Linked DNA regions of Rattus norvegicus: region 1 is linked to region 2. A link is a contact called in public Hi-C data. All regions are on one chromosome and are shown on one strand. The core of a region is the stretch at or near the end of the contact, and the rest is flanking DNA. Distances in the headings are between cores, read along the strand shown. Region 1 holds the start of Slc30a1 (solute carrier family 30 member 1). Region 2 overlaps Nek2 (NIMA-related kinase 2).

What was found. Hi-C and Micro-C count contacts between places; a contact is called where the count stands out from the background.
Region 1: a contact with region 2 is called in a Hi-C map of liver, with 2.8 times the contacts expected there. The contact joins the promoter of Slc30a1 here to the enhancer-like site in region 2. A contact is called at or near these places in 10 of 12 Hi-C or Micro-C datasets (the A7r5 cell line, the Rat2 cell line, Schwann cells and 5 more).

What each region holds. Positions count from the first base shown.
Region 1 is chr13:106,019,900-106,026,655 of GRCr8, reverse strand. Slc30a1 (solute carrier family 30 member 1) reads right to left here and starts at 4,637. Exons shown (of 2, transcript NM_022853.2): 1 at 3,847-4,637; 2 at 764-2,582. The coding sequence starts at 4,465. The coding sequence ends at 1,678.
Region 2 is chr13:105,948,810-105,955,992 of GRCr8, reverse strand. It overlaps Nek2 (NIMA-related kinase 2), which reads right to left. Exons shown (of 8, transcript NM_053691.2): 8 at 5,939-7,183. Among named protein-coding and RNA genes, the nearest start is that of Nek2, 16 kb to the right of the region's middle. Within about 2 kb of position 2,197, at least 5 of the 93 cell types and tissues checked have an H3K27ac peak or open chromatin away from gene starts, as enhancers often do. A contact at or near this core is called in liver, where this site is marked.

The DNA.
Region 1 (6,756 bases), core at 3,388-5,887, 68 kb before region 2:
AAACACTAAAACCTTCTGCACAGAGCTATCTGAGACATCTGGAGCTCCCCTCACACCACTCCCAGATCTCTCAATTTCATGTTTTTTTAAAAAAGCAAACTTGCTAAAGTCAAAGTAACCACCTGCCAAGGGGTTAGACCACACATTAGTGAAGCATTATGTAGGCTGGATGGTTGGCCCAGTGTAGTATGTGTGAACTTACAAACTATGTTCCAAAAATTACATTTCTTATCAGAAAATCCAGCTGTTCTTAAGTAGGCCCATTGCCAGCAACAGGCTCATTACCCTAGGGGAGAGACCGACCATCCCTTAAAGTAACTGTCATATGATAACACTTTCATTTTCAGATTATTAAGCAGTGAATTATTTCAAATCCCAAAAGTTAACTTTCCCAAAAGTAGTCAGCTATAAAAGTTATTGAAGTAGTCAGAATACTTTGTTCCTAGAAAAATAGAGCTATACATAACTGATATTAATAATCACTTTCGAAGACAAAAATCTACATTTCCTTCACAAAGCATTAACCTTTCTCTATCAAGGAAAATATAACTTAAAAATCTTCAATGTCTGTGTTGGATCTGAAATCTGTGGCAATGGAGCAGCCGTGAATGACTTCCTGGGTGTAAAGTGCGAAGCTAAAGACCTGTTGCCTTCCTCTGATTGGTTTTGCTTTCTAAAGTAATATCCAAATTGCATGAGCCATCTGATTTCATTCTCAAGTCACTGGCTCTTGGCTAAGCACACACTGTTGGCTACACATCTAGAAAGGTATTCAATCCATCTGACAGGTCACTATGGAAGTTTTTTTAAGACACAATTTAATAGTTTGCAGTTAAGGAGTCTGCATTTTCAAAACTATTCATGCATTTAGAACTTTTAGCTCAATGTTGCTAATACCAGTCTTTGAAAGAAAGCAACACTGGCAGAAGTGTTTAGACTGACTTTGGTAGAATAAAGCCATTTGAGATTTTCAAGGTAATTTAGAGCTATAATCTCCACATTAATAGGTAATAACTGACATATTGCCTTCTTCCTTGCTCTTCTCCCCTATATGCTCTACAATGTGTAAACTCTAACTCATCTTGTGAATTACCTCACGGTTTACTCGACTACTCAGAAGTGGAGAACAGAGTAGTAACTAATCTCGTTTCCTGCTAATAGTCATGACTTGCTCTGGAAACATGCTGCAATTATGCTAGGCTTATGATCTCAAAGGGCACGTAACTACCCCTCAACATCAGAGGAAACAAGCTTGATGACTTTAAAGGCCTAGCAATTACAATCCTAACAGATAAGATATAACAATGGGGGAAAGAAAAGCAGAGAAATTCCAGTAACAATTTTATTTATCCCCCTAATTTTTATCATGGGAAAACCAGGAATCAAATGTCATTATGTCATATAAGGTCTATACTTACTTTAAACAAAAATGTAACATAGTGTTAAACTGGCTTTCAAAGCGTGCTCCAGCACAGCTGCACTATGCACTAGTAATCGCGAGGCTGTGCTGTAGCGCACTCTATTCTGCAGTTCCATTACGTTCTGACAAAAATAGAATTAAACTGTGCGACCAGACGAGGACTTCAATTACACTACGTGGCAAACTTAGCATTTCAATGGAGTCTATTTTCTCTTGCAGTTTAAAAGCAAAGTCAAATATCACATCTTTCTCAAGGCTCACAAAGATGATTCGGGCTGTTTGTTTGGCACATTTTTAATCTCTATCACCACAGCGGGGACACTGCCTTCAGCTTTAGTCCTCCTGGGCTTCTTCTCTAGGTTTTCACTGAGTTCTAAACAAGAAATGCTAACTGTTGGAGCCTTCTCTGCCTCCTTTCCAGAATGGACCTGTGGCCGTGTCCCACAGCACTGCTTCAAAGCACACTGAGTTCTGCAGGCGAGCTCACACGGGACGACACTTGATTTAGAGCCTACGCTAGCGAATTCAGGCTGGATGGTGGTGGCGTGAATTCCATGATTGTGAAAAACATCTTTAATGGTTTTGGCCACCTGCATGTATGAAGCTGGGTCTTCACATTTTATATGAGCAGTGGCGATGATCCTGCTTCCGGCGAGCTGCCAGACGTGTAACTCATGGACTTCCTCCACTCCTTCAACATCTCGTAGCTCTTTTACCAAATGTTTGATATCAATTTGCTTAGGAACAGTCTGTAGAAGAATGAGAGCGGACTCCTTGAGCAGTGGGTACGTCGTGTAAAGAAGTATACAAACCATTATAATGCACAGGGTTGGATCTAGGTAGAGGACCCAGCACGGACCAGCCTCGTGCATGGGGGCCTGGGTGCTGTTCATCAGCTCTACAGACGATTTGCAGGGATCAGGAAAACACGGGTTCACACAAAAGTCGTCTTCAGTACAACCCTTCCAGGAAAAGTAGAAGACCAAGGCATTCACAACAACGATCACAGAGCCCAGGGCATCTCCAAGGACGTGCAGAAACACTCCTCGCATGTTCAGCTGTCCAGCCCTGTTGTCTTCTGATTCCAGACTGTCTGACTCCTGGATGAGATTCCCATTTACCTGTACATCCACTGGATCATCACTTCTCAACTTCTCTGGCTCTACAACAAAACAATACAATTTTAACTACGCACATTTAAAGTGTCCATAAAAACATCCTGTCTGGCGGTAAATTTCAACTTGTTTCATAAAGCACAATAAAAGTGTGCTGAGAGCAATTCACAGTGAGCTGGCACTGGGTACTGCCAGTACACAACAGCAAAAATTCAACTGTGTCACTGGGTTACTGTTCCTTCTCGTTCCTTCCCACCCTCTCTCACCTGCCCCCCACTACTGGGTTAGTGTCCTGTAAACATTCTACTTCACTTCTCTGAAACATACAAGAGAAGCAAAATTTAAGGTGACCAGTTAAGTAGCACTGAGGACTTACGTCCTCTGACACAAACTAATCTTAGGTGAGTTTCTCTTTACTCTGTGGCACTAGGTAGACTGAGAAAATCGGCTCTAACGTAAAATATTCATCATGAACATAAAATATACTGTCTTGGCAGAGGAGTTTACACACTGACAAATCAACAACCTGGGGCTATTGCTGGGTGGTGCAAGCCTTTGATCCCAGCACTGGGGAGACAGATGCAGGAGGAATTCCGTGAGTTTGAGGCCAGCCCATTCTACAGAGTTAGTTCTACAGACAGCCAGGGCTACATGGAGAAACCCTGTCTCCAGGAACCAAAAACAAACCAACAAGCACAACACAACCTGAAGCTATCAATGAAGTTGGAAATCAATAATCACTTAGTAACCTAAAAGTTCCAGTCAGACAGCACACCTGGGCAGCTTCATCTTCTCCTTTCTATGTACCACCTGCACTTCCTTAACATGTTACTATGCACTGGAGAGGTTAAGCTGCCTCTGTATGGAACTTAAACAGATACAAACAGCAAGGAAAAACTGGAAGGAACAAAACGTTAACATCGAGCCTGGGTGGTACCGGCTGGTTCTAATTTTTTTTTCAACACTTACCTTCCAAATTACCATCATGTACAGTGTGCTCAAGATGAAAAACGTTCATTAAAACCCCAAGGGTAATACATCACCATTGGGTCTAGTCCCATTATGCCAGACCCGAAGAAGTAAGGATGCAACATGCCCTGGCAGGTCCCTAAACTGTGATTTTACGGATTAGGCGGTCGGTTCTGGGAAACACACACTCACAAAGGCCGCCTTTAACCAGGGCCCACACACCCCCAACACATCATTATCAAACTTGTACAGTGGGCACGAAACCACCGCGCACCCGGGCGCGGGGCGTGGCACCCACCGCGGTCGCCAGGGGGCGCTCGTCCCGACCCCTCCGGCGCTCACCTGCCTGGTCCGCCTTCAGCCCGTTGGAATTGCTGGTGTTAGCCACTAGCGTGTTGGTCTCCTCCTGGTCCGGCTCCTGGTCCGGCGCCCGGCCCGGCGGCGCGCCCGCTTCGCCCCCCGCGCGGCCCGCCTTGCGCGCGCCCTTGGCGAGGTGGCCGTGGCCGTGGCCGTGCGAGTGGCCGTGGCCTGCGCCCTGGCCCTCGCCGCTGTGGTGGTGGAACAGGCAGAGCCCCAGCACGTTGACTAGCAGCCCCGCCACGCCGACGCTAAGCACCACGAGCGGCTGCTGCATCTCATGCGGCTCGATGAAGCGCTCGACGGCTTCCAGCAGGATGGCGAAGCACAGCCCCGTGAGGAAGATGGCGTTCACCAGCGCGCCCATCACCTCAGCGCGGATCCAGCCGAATGTGTTCTTCTGCGTGGCGTGAGTCCTCCGGGCGAAGCGCTCGGCCACCAGCGCCACCACGAGCGCCAGCACGTCCGACAGCATGTGGAAGGAGTCGGACAGCATGGCGAGCGACGCGGTCACCCGGCTCACCACCACCTCCAGCACCATGAACATGAAGGTCAGCAGCAGCATGCACAGCAGCCGGCCGCGGTTGCGGCCCCAGCAGCCCATGGCGGCGGCCTGAAGCTCGGCGCTGACGCGGGAGCGGCGCTGTGGAGAAACCGCCGGCCGCGCAGCTACTCAAGCGCCGGCGCTCGGCTGTACTGGCGAGGCGGAGGGCGCGGCGGGCCACTGCGTACCGAGGGGCTGCCGAGCATCGGACCGAGGCGCTCGGGAGACCGCGTCCGCAGCGACTGCGCTCGGCCCGGTGGCGGCCGCCGTCTTCACCCCCCCGCCTTTGCAGACGGTTTACAAAAAAACTTTGCTTTGCACTCGGAACCCCCGTTTTCACACGGACCCGAGCGTGACAAGGCCCCGGTGTCCCGCCCCCCCGGCCCGGCTCGCCTCCCCATTGGCCAGAGCTGCCTCACGACAGCCCTGGCGTCCCGCCCCTCCTCAGTCTCTATTGGCTAGCGCGGCGGAGGGGCGGGAGGGGGCGGGGCGCGGCCGCGGGAGCTGGGGGCGGGGCCTGTGCACTAGGGAGCGGGGCGTGGGCCGGGGGCCGCGGCCGGGTGCAGCGGCGGGCGGTGCGGGGGAGGGTGGGCGCGGGCCGCGTGCAGCGGTGGGCAGGCGGCAGGGCGGTGGCGCTGAGCCCTGGGGCGCCGTGAGCAGTTCCCGCTTCCCGCGGTGAGGGTTCCGGGCCGTGGTTCCCCTGCTCCGGCTTGGCCGTCCCAGACTTTGATCCTGCGAGCTGGGTGCACGTGGGGGCGGCTGGGTGACAGGTCGGCGCCCAGGAGGGGCGGGGAGTTCGGGCTGTGCGGGCGGCGGGGGCGCGGCCGAGCGAAGAGCTGAGTTAGGGACTGGTTTGCTAGCAGGACAACCCCAGCCCCGGGAACACTTTCCATTCAGCGGGTCTCACCCGGAGGGCCACCCCCCGGGGCAACCGTGTGAAGTCAGCCTGCCGCCAACACTCTAAGGTGTGGGGTGCTGACTTGGGCGGGAGCCTGCTGCGTGACTTGGGCAAGTCACCTAATCTCTCTCCACCTGTTTCTTCATCAATAGAGGAAAGGGTTGGGCAAGTAGAACTCTTCTGCTTCCTTCTAGCTAAAATTCCAAGGCTCTGTGAGTTCACACTATTTATAGGTTACAAACCTCCGAACCCTTGTGTGGGCTGTTTGGAGGGGGAGGGGCGGCTAGAATACAAAAGAAAGTGGTGGAAAGGCCCCAAGAACCAAACACCCTTGCTGAGTTGGCTAAGACTCTTTGGAGTTGGTCTTCTAGGTGAGAATAGTGAATGTGTGCACATCAGTGTGGGAAAAGGTCTCCCAGAGTGGACCTCCATTGGGAGGCCTCCGTTGGGCCATCAAACTGGATGAAGGACCCCCTAGGTTACAGCCATTGCATTGAGCTATGCATGGCCCACTGTGTCCTTTTGCATGAAAATTTTTCTTCTTTTTCCTTTTGGTTTTTCAAGACAGTTTCTGTGAGTGACCCTGGCTGTGCTGGAACTCGCTCTGTAGATCAGGCTGGCCTCGAACTCAGAGATAAAGCTGCCTCTGCCTTCTGAGTGCTGGGAATTGGGTGTTCGCCGCCACCACCACCACTCAGCAGAAATTCTTGTTCCAAGACTGCCTCTTGCTTTGTAAATGATGTTCTCATCCCAGCACGCAGACTGGGAAACTAGCTAGGTGGGTCTTCATATTGTTTTGCTGAATGAGGGAGCATGGTCAAAGATTCCCAGTTTTGTGAGGGAATAAACAGCAGAACCTGGCGATTGCCTGGATGTTGGGAGGCAAGAGAGCTAAAGGGGACATTAACAGTTATGTTAATGCCTTAAATGGCATTTTATTGGACAATGGGAGAACAGTGAACTCCACTTTGAGACGCTGAATTTGAAGTAAGACACATGATAGTGGTGCTTAGATTGGATTACCCCATACACACACAGAAGTGGGAAACACAGCCTCAAAAGTCCAGCCTCTCTATAGAAGCCTAAATTTGGAAGGCACTTAAAGTATCCTTATGTCACTTGAGTCACTGGGCAGCCGGGGACCATTTTGCCTCCTACTGTGGCCTTTTATTGAGACAGATTCCTTTAAAGCAGTGGTTCTCAACCTTCCTAATGCTAGACCCTTTCCTTGCTACTTCATAACTTAATTTTGCAACAGTTACAAATCCTAAAGTAAATATCTGTTTTCCAATGGTCCAAGGTGACTCCCACCTCCCCAGAAAGGGTCATTTGACCCCCAAGGCGTTGTGACCCACAGGTTGAGAACTACCGCTTTAAAAGAAGTTGATAACGCAAAGCAGAAGCAATAGGTAAATAAGGCAGGCTTGCCTTGCCAACCGGGCCTTGCCCCTAC
Region 2 (7,183 bases), core at 948-3,447:
ACGGACATGTTCCATTCCAGGGCCGAGAACAGAACAGCGCACTGAGAAATCACTACAAGTGCTTCGAACATTCTCAGACCGTTGCTTCAGTTTGCATCTGAGTGATTCCCTTAAAGCTCATTGAAGGGTGGTGGGTGGGACCTTCAAGAGATGAAGATTAGACTGACAGATGCCTTTAATCCCGGCACGGGGAAGTCAGAGACAAGTGGATCTCTGTGAATTTCAGGCCAGCCTGGTCTACAGAGCGAGTTCCAGCACAGCCAGAAAGCCTGTCTCAAAAAAATAAACAAAAAGAAGTGGAAGTCAGGTCACTGAGGACTTGAAGTGTGTGTGTGTGTGTGTGTGTGTGTGTGTGTGTGTGTGTGTGTGTGTTGTTTAGGATCAAACTCAGGGATTCCAGTACGCTACTCAAGCACTCTACCACTGAGCCAAATCTCCAGCCCCACTTAACCCGTCTCAAAGCCCTTCCTTCTGCAGCCCCCATACTGCTCGATTTCCTCCTTCCAGGATGCTTCAAGGGAACCCCCAGTGTTCCCCGCATTGGTAGGTCCGGCCTCCTCTTCATGCGACTTTGTCGATGCATCAAGAGGCAGTGTGGGGCTGAGCTCTGTGCAGGGCTGACGAGGGCAGCTTCTGTATTAGGGACTGTTCCTGCTGAAACGCGGATGTTCCACCCAGGGAGCAATGGCAGCTTCTGTTCCCACTGTCTCTACATGGTTCATGAGGGAAACGTCAGTGCTGGTTAATTAACTGGGTTAAGAGAAGCATTCAGTAAACTGCAAAGTTCAACTTTAACAAGCTGTTTTCCCTCCCAGGTCCCTCTAGAAGGGGTCATCAGGAGTGCTGTCACAGGGGAGCCATGGCCCCGGCTGCTTCACAGCTCCATGCTCTGAGTCTGTCCTGTCCATGGACTGGCCTAGACCAGGCTGTCACTAGACACCCTGAGGACCTCTGTTGCTGGCGTGGAGGGTTGAGTGTAACTTTGCTTTAGACAACCTACTGGCCACTTCCTCTGACCCTGGAAACATGGTTGGGGTCCATTCGGCCCCTGATGGCCCTCTCCTGCCCAGTTTTGCCCCAGAAACTCCTACCTGGCAGATAGAGAGCAGGAGAGTCCTCTAGTTCCTCTGCATACATGATGCCAAGGGCTCTGGGGTATCAAACCAAACCCTCTCATCCCTCCCATAGACCAGAGTGCTCAATGGATCGGGGCATTGAAAGCCTTCCAAAGCCTTTCTCCTCCATTAATTCAGCTCATACCCACATGGGACTTCAGTCTGGGGCAGAGACAGAGGCATTCAGTAGGGGTCTACTTTGTCCCCAGCTCAACCCACCTGCTTTGCACAGCTCCTCGAGCCCAGCGGACTTTCGGCCCCTCCTTCACAGTTGGGAAATTACCAGTGAGCTGTCTACCCTAGAGCACTTAGGACAGATTATCTGGCCCACCCTGGACCTGTTGAATTGAGCCCATATTTTAGCGAGATGTCCAGATGATACTGCCAGGTCTGTTGCAGCTGGAGATGCAGCAAAGGCTTATGCTACTCCCTGAGCTCTGTCTCTCCTGCCTTACCTCAGAGAGCGGTCTGCTCCCTCAAGGTTTGGCTCTGGGTGTAATTACTGCAATTATCATGTTGGATGCATTCCTGGTTTCACTCACTCTTTTCCCCCTTAGTTTAAATATTTGCATTTTATTATAACCCATCTATTATAACCCAAGCCCTTTTGGATGCTTCCCAGGGCAGAGTGGAACACAGTTGCTCAGGAATATTCCAGACCCTTGAATACAGTTCACCTTTTCTAGGACTGATGTTCTGTTTACAGCTGAGGGGTTGAAGCTCAGGGTTAGACAATGTAAGCAGCCCGGGTGGCTGCTGGGTGTCCGTCCTCCCCACCCCTCCCTGGCAGCTCCATTTGCTGAGTCAGCCCAGCAGCCACCTGGACATTGTCTTCAAACAGAAGGACACTTGGCTGCTGAGAGGGGAGGAGGGGCGCATGGGTCAGAGGTGTCCGGGCCTGAGACTTTGCATAGATGCCCGTGGGTCTGGCAGTACGTTCAGTGGGTGGTGGGAGAGCCCTGGCACATGGGAAAGAGATGTGCTGGCTGGGCTAAGGGTAAAGAATCCCTAGGTCTCAGCCACACGCTGTCAGCCACTCGGTCAGCCAGCATGCGCCTCCCTGGGTGAGGCTGGTTTCAACATCTTTCTGAGAAATCCACCCAACAATGCGGGTCCTCATTTTCCACATTACTGAGCATTCCCGGTACAGCATGCATTCTCTTCATTCCTTTAAACCCATTCCAGTTGGGAGCCTTGCCTCTGGTCCCACAACAAGACCTGTCTGTAAGTGGGGCATATTTCAGGGGAAGGAGCCTGGACAGCCTGGGTGTCTTAGGCCTCTGGCCTGGGCTTTGGAGGGAGTGAGATTCCACATGGCAGACAATAGCAAGGAAAGCAGGAGAGAGAGAAATCATCCTAGACCCATCCTCCCAGAGGTTTGCTTTAAAACCAGCAGCTAACTCTGCCCCACCTAAAGCTGCCCAATCACTTCTTTCAGCGCCAGGTCTAAAGGCCACCTGGCTCGATCACGCCACCCTGGCCCATCTTGCTAAACCACCTAATCCACCCAGTTGTCTCGGGTCGGGGGGTTGTTGTTATTTTTAAAATTGTATTTTGTGTTGTTTTTCTGAGGTAGGGTTTCATGTAGCCCAGGCTGGCTTCAAACTGGCTATGTAGCTGCAGATAACCTTAAATGCCTCGGCCTCCAGTGTTGGAACCACAAGCATGGGATATCACCCAGGGTAGGTGTTCACCTTAACCCATGCTAAACTCTGGAAAGAAGTCACACTGTGATAACCTGCTATCAGGATGGTTATGATCAGAACAGCAGGGACTGTGGAGAGTTGGAATGTTGCAGGTCCAGAGCAAAATTATCTTGGGTCATTTTAACCCAATAAACAGTCACATGTTGCCCAATAGGTGTGGGACCTATTAGTGTGAACAGCACTAGCTTCTTCCAGCCCCAACACTAAGACCCTCAGAAGGCATTTGAGGGTGACATCAGGGATTCCCCTGTTGTGACCCGTCCACCTGACTATCTGTTTCTATAGAAACTCCATGAAATTCTTACCAATGGAACATGGCATTTGGGGTAACCTGAATCTGTGTATCTGGGCCACAGTCACTCATTTTTGGCTCCAGAATAAACATCTCTTGACTTTCTGAATGGAAAGCTGTTTTAGCTTTAACACCCACTGTGGGAAACAAACTGCTGTTGCCCTGTGAGGCCAGAGAGGGCAGGGTCTTCTTCCTGCTCGAGTCTGATCCTTCACCAAAACAGGGTGACTTGGGAGTCGGTCAGTCACCAGCTGTGCCGCTTACCTGTGACCCGTGTGCCTCAGTTTCCCTGGGACCTCTGCGCAGGAGTATTAGGACGCAAAGTAACTGGGGCTGGTGCTCAGTGGAGCCAGCGCCTCCCGGCTGCTGGGCTCGCAGCGCTTTGGCGCCACCGTGTGGCCGCCTCTGCCATTGCTGAGGCGCTGGTGAACCTGGGGAAACTTTAAGACAGGTGAGGGGAGCAGCCCTTTCCTTCTAAGAGCTTCCTCTCTGGTCCAGGAGATGGTCCTGGCTTGCGTTGGTTTCTCAGTGGCAGGACGTAAAAGTTGGCTGTGTATTTCCAAGCCTTCAAGGACCCTCTTTTCGCTGCCCTGCAAGCCCCCTTCCTCCTGCACGGCCTCCACAGTCCCTGCCCTACTGGGGTCCCCAACCCCTGCTCTGCCTGTCGAATGCCAATGTCCCTTTTCCCCAAAAGTGTGCACACACCTCTTTTGACCAGCTTTATTCCATTCCCTAGCACTTATGGCTGACTCTCCCAGTTGCCTACCACCACAGATCTAGTGCGGGATCAGGCTCTCTCCACAGTAATGGGTTAAACGTCAGCCTTTCAACATGGTAACTCAATAACTGTCCATTGAGTAAATGAATGAAAGTTAAGAGTCCAAGACAGCCTCCTCTAGCTTTAAAATGAAGTGGGAAAGGTTATTTCTTAAGGGCTGGTTTTAACGTGTGGTTGAGACTGCTGACTGCTCTCCTGGAAGGTCTTGTGCCTTCAGTTAGTCTCTAACTCGACAGGATTCTCGGCTGGGGCCTGGGTACAGGTGTTAGTGTTAGGCAGCTCTGACCAGGGTGAGTCACAATCCACCTGTCACTTGCTCTGCCCTTTGCCAGGTGAGAGACAGGAGGTGGGTGGATGCACCTAGCCTAGGGCTAAAGCTCCTGGGGAGGCCTTGGTAGGGGCAGCAGACATTGCACAGGGCTGGTGAAGGGAGAGCAAGTCACAGGTCTCCAGCTGTTGAGACAGACAGATGGATGGACAGGGACGGACACACACACACACTCTGCTGGAGGTTGAGTGCGTAGTCTGCCTGGCTTGCAGCAGCACTCTCCAGGAACGAGCCAGTAGGAGCCACTGGACTAACACAGGGTCAGGCTCAAAGCACTTCCACTTAAAGCTGACATTGCCCAGGATGAAGACTAAGTTCCCCAGTTTCTTAGGACACTCAACAACACGTGTCAGAGCCAGGGAGGCGTGGACCAGGGTCCTGCACAGTCCTTCTGGACTGAGTCTTGCAGATGCTGCTGTGGCAAGGAGGCAGACTCAACACTACACAGACCAGCCTATGGGGAATCTCTGTGCTTGGCCAAGCATCATTTCCAGTATGAGAGCTGCATTCCACCAGTGTGCTGTCTGTATACTTAAGGGAGTTATTTATTACTGAGCCTTCCATAACTTGGTCTCTATTATGCTCATACAATTAGCAATACCAGGGAAATGTTACATAAAAATATGGTGGGTAAAGTTTTTCATGCTCAAATAAGACGTTTTTTAAAATTCTGGACTAGGAGGTGGCTGAGGGCCAGAGCTGAGATTCCCCAGAATGCATGTAAAAGCCGGGAAGGCATGACAGCTGCCCACGACCACAGGATCACTGTGGCAAGTGACTCAGATGCCAGCCGGACTCAGTGAGCTCTGGTTCAGGGAGGATTCTGCCTGAGTAAAATGGAGATGAGAAAGACAACACAACTGTGACCCACACAGGCATGCGTCTGCCCACACACACACTAAACAGCAAAATGCAAAGTAAGTTGTCTGTGTAGGTGGTGTACAGGCCAGCCCCCAGACAACCCCCCAGAGTGGTCACACTCAGTCATGGACTAACCATGTGACTTTCAAGAACATCTCCGAACAACAGGGTGCTGATAGCTCACACCTTAATCCCAGCACTCGGGAGGCAGAGGCAGGCAGATCTCTGACTTCGAGGTCAGCCTGGTCTACAGATTGAGAACTAGGACAGCAGGACTACATAGGGAAACCCTGCCTTGAAAACAAAACAAAAACAGGAATGTTTCTAAACACTGTCCAGAGTTCCCTGTGCAGCGACTCAGTCTGCTCAGCAGGGCTGGCTGAGCAGATACAAGAGAGTAAGTCCCACCACAGCCTGCAGCAGAGGAAGACATAGCTGTAGGAAAGTCAGTTTTATAGCATGGAAAAATGGGACAGATGACGTCCAGAATAAAAACAAATCACAGACATCGTGTGCTAAGGACACGACTCGGTCAGAAAGGTACTTGCTGTGCAAGTGGGAGGAACTCAACTCAGGGTCCAGAACCACATAAAAAGTTAGATGCAGTAAAATGTGCTTGTAATCTCAGCACTAGGGAGGCAAGACAGAGGGGGAGAACCTTGGGATTTGAAGGTAGCCAGCTTGGCAAAATTGCTGTGTCCTACCCATACCAGGGAGACTCCTCATCAAAAACCATAGTGGACAGTGCCTGAACAATGACACTGGAGTTTACCCTCTAGGGGCTATGTGCACCTGCACACAAGTACGTACACACATACACAGATGCACACACAGAATACAAATGTCACAGTGATTAAGTTCCACAAAATAGATTTATATTATATTGGAAAATTTATAAATAAGATGACTTGTTAATTATAAACAATTGTATCCAATCAAGTTTTTCTGAAGTTCAAGAACATTTAAAACCTCATACTTAGAATTTTTTTGTATACATAGATTTTACTCTGAATAGCTATGTCAATATCATTATAGACCAAAGGAGAAAGAAAGAAAAGGTGGGATAACCACCACACTGAGTTTCTGGTTTCTAACAAGACTTCCCACCTGGCAGATTGTCAGGCCCTCCACAGCAGACAAGACACTCACCATATTTTATCATCCCAAGCTGCTACTGAAGTCAAAGTTGCAAAAGCTCCTTAAGCATTGCCGCTGCAGCTGCCAGGGATCCCAGTGCTGCAACAGTGAGCAGCCCCTCTTTCAGCTGCTTCAGCTGCAAGTGCCAACAGCAGAGTTTACATAAAGCACTAGAAAAGTCAACTCTGGCAAGTTACACACCCAAGCAAGCTAGTATAGCTCCAAAAAGTAAAGGACACAGAATTTTAAAATGCAAGGAGTCTGCGTGTTTAGCCATGAAACAGATGGCATTAAAATACTTCTGACCTCCTCTCAGCCAGCAGCACTTACTAGGAAAAAGGAATCCCTTTCTGCTGAGGCCTTCAGGAAACTGTAGACAAACAGCCATCTGGCCCTCACAGAGGTGAAGGCTCGCATGGCTCTCAAACACAGACTGCATGCATGCACACTGTTCTTTGCTGAAGCAAAGGGGCTGTGGACAGATAGCAAAGGAGACCCGCCCTTTTCCCCAGTAGCCTTAAATAGACCAACTTTCTGAAGACAGTTCTCCAACATTCAATGTTTGGGGACCACATGTGTGATTTAAAATATATAGACTCTGTGGCATTTCCGACCATTCAGCTCATACTTGAGGGCACAGACAGCACTTAATAATGTTATCAACTGACATTGAGGTCAGATACAGACAGAAGGGGACAGGCCATGCACACAGTGGGGAGGAAGCTCTCAGGGCTCCCAGCAGCCTGTCTCTAGTGCAAGCCTTGTCAGTCTCACTGGGTGCTGTGCTAGAACGAGTTTCCCCAAGGTGAGTAAAGGCTTCAGCCCTTGTTCTTCCCTCCCAAGTCTAATCTGCATTTTAACTAGCACCAGGAGCATCTTGGAACTGGAATGCTGGTGAGTGGCTTCTCCTCAGGCTCAGGCCAGAGGCTGGGTCTCTCCCTGTAGCATCACACACTGATAAGCTCA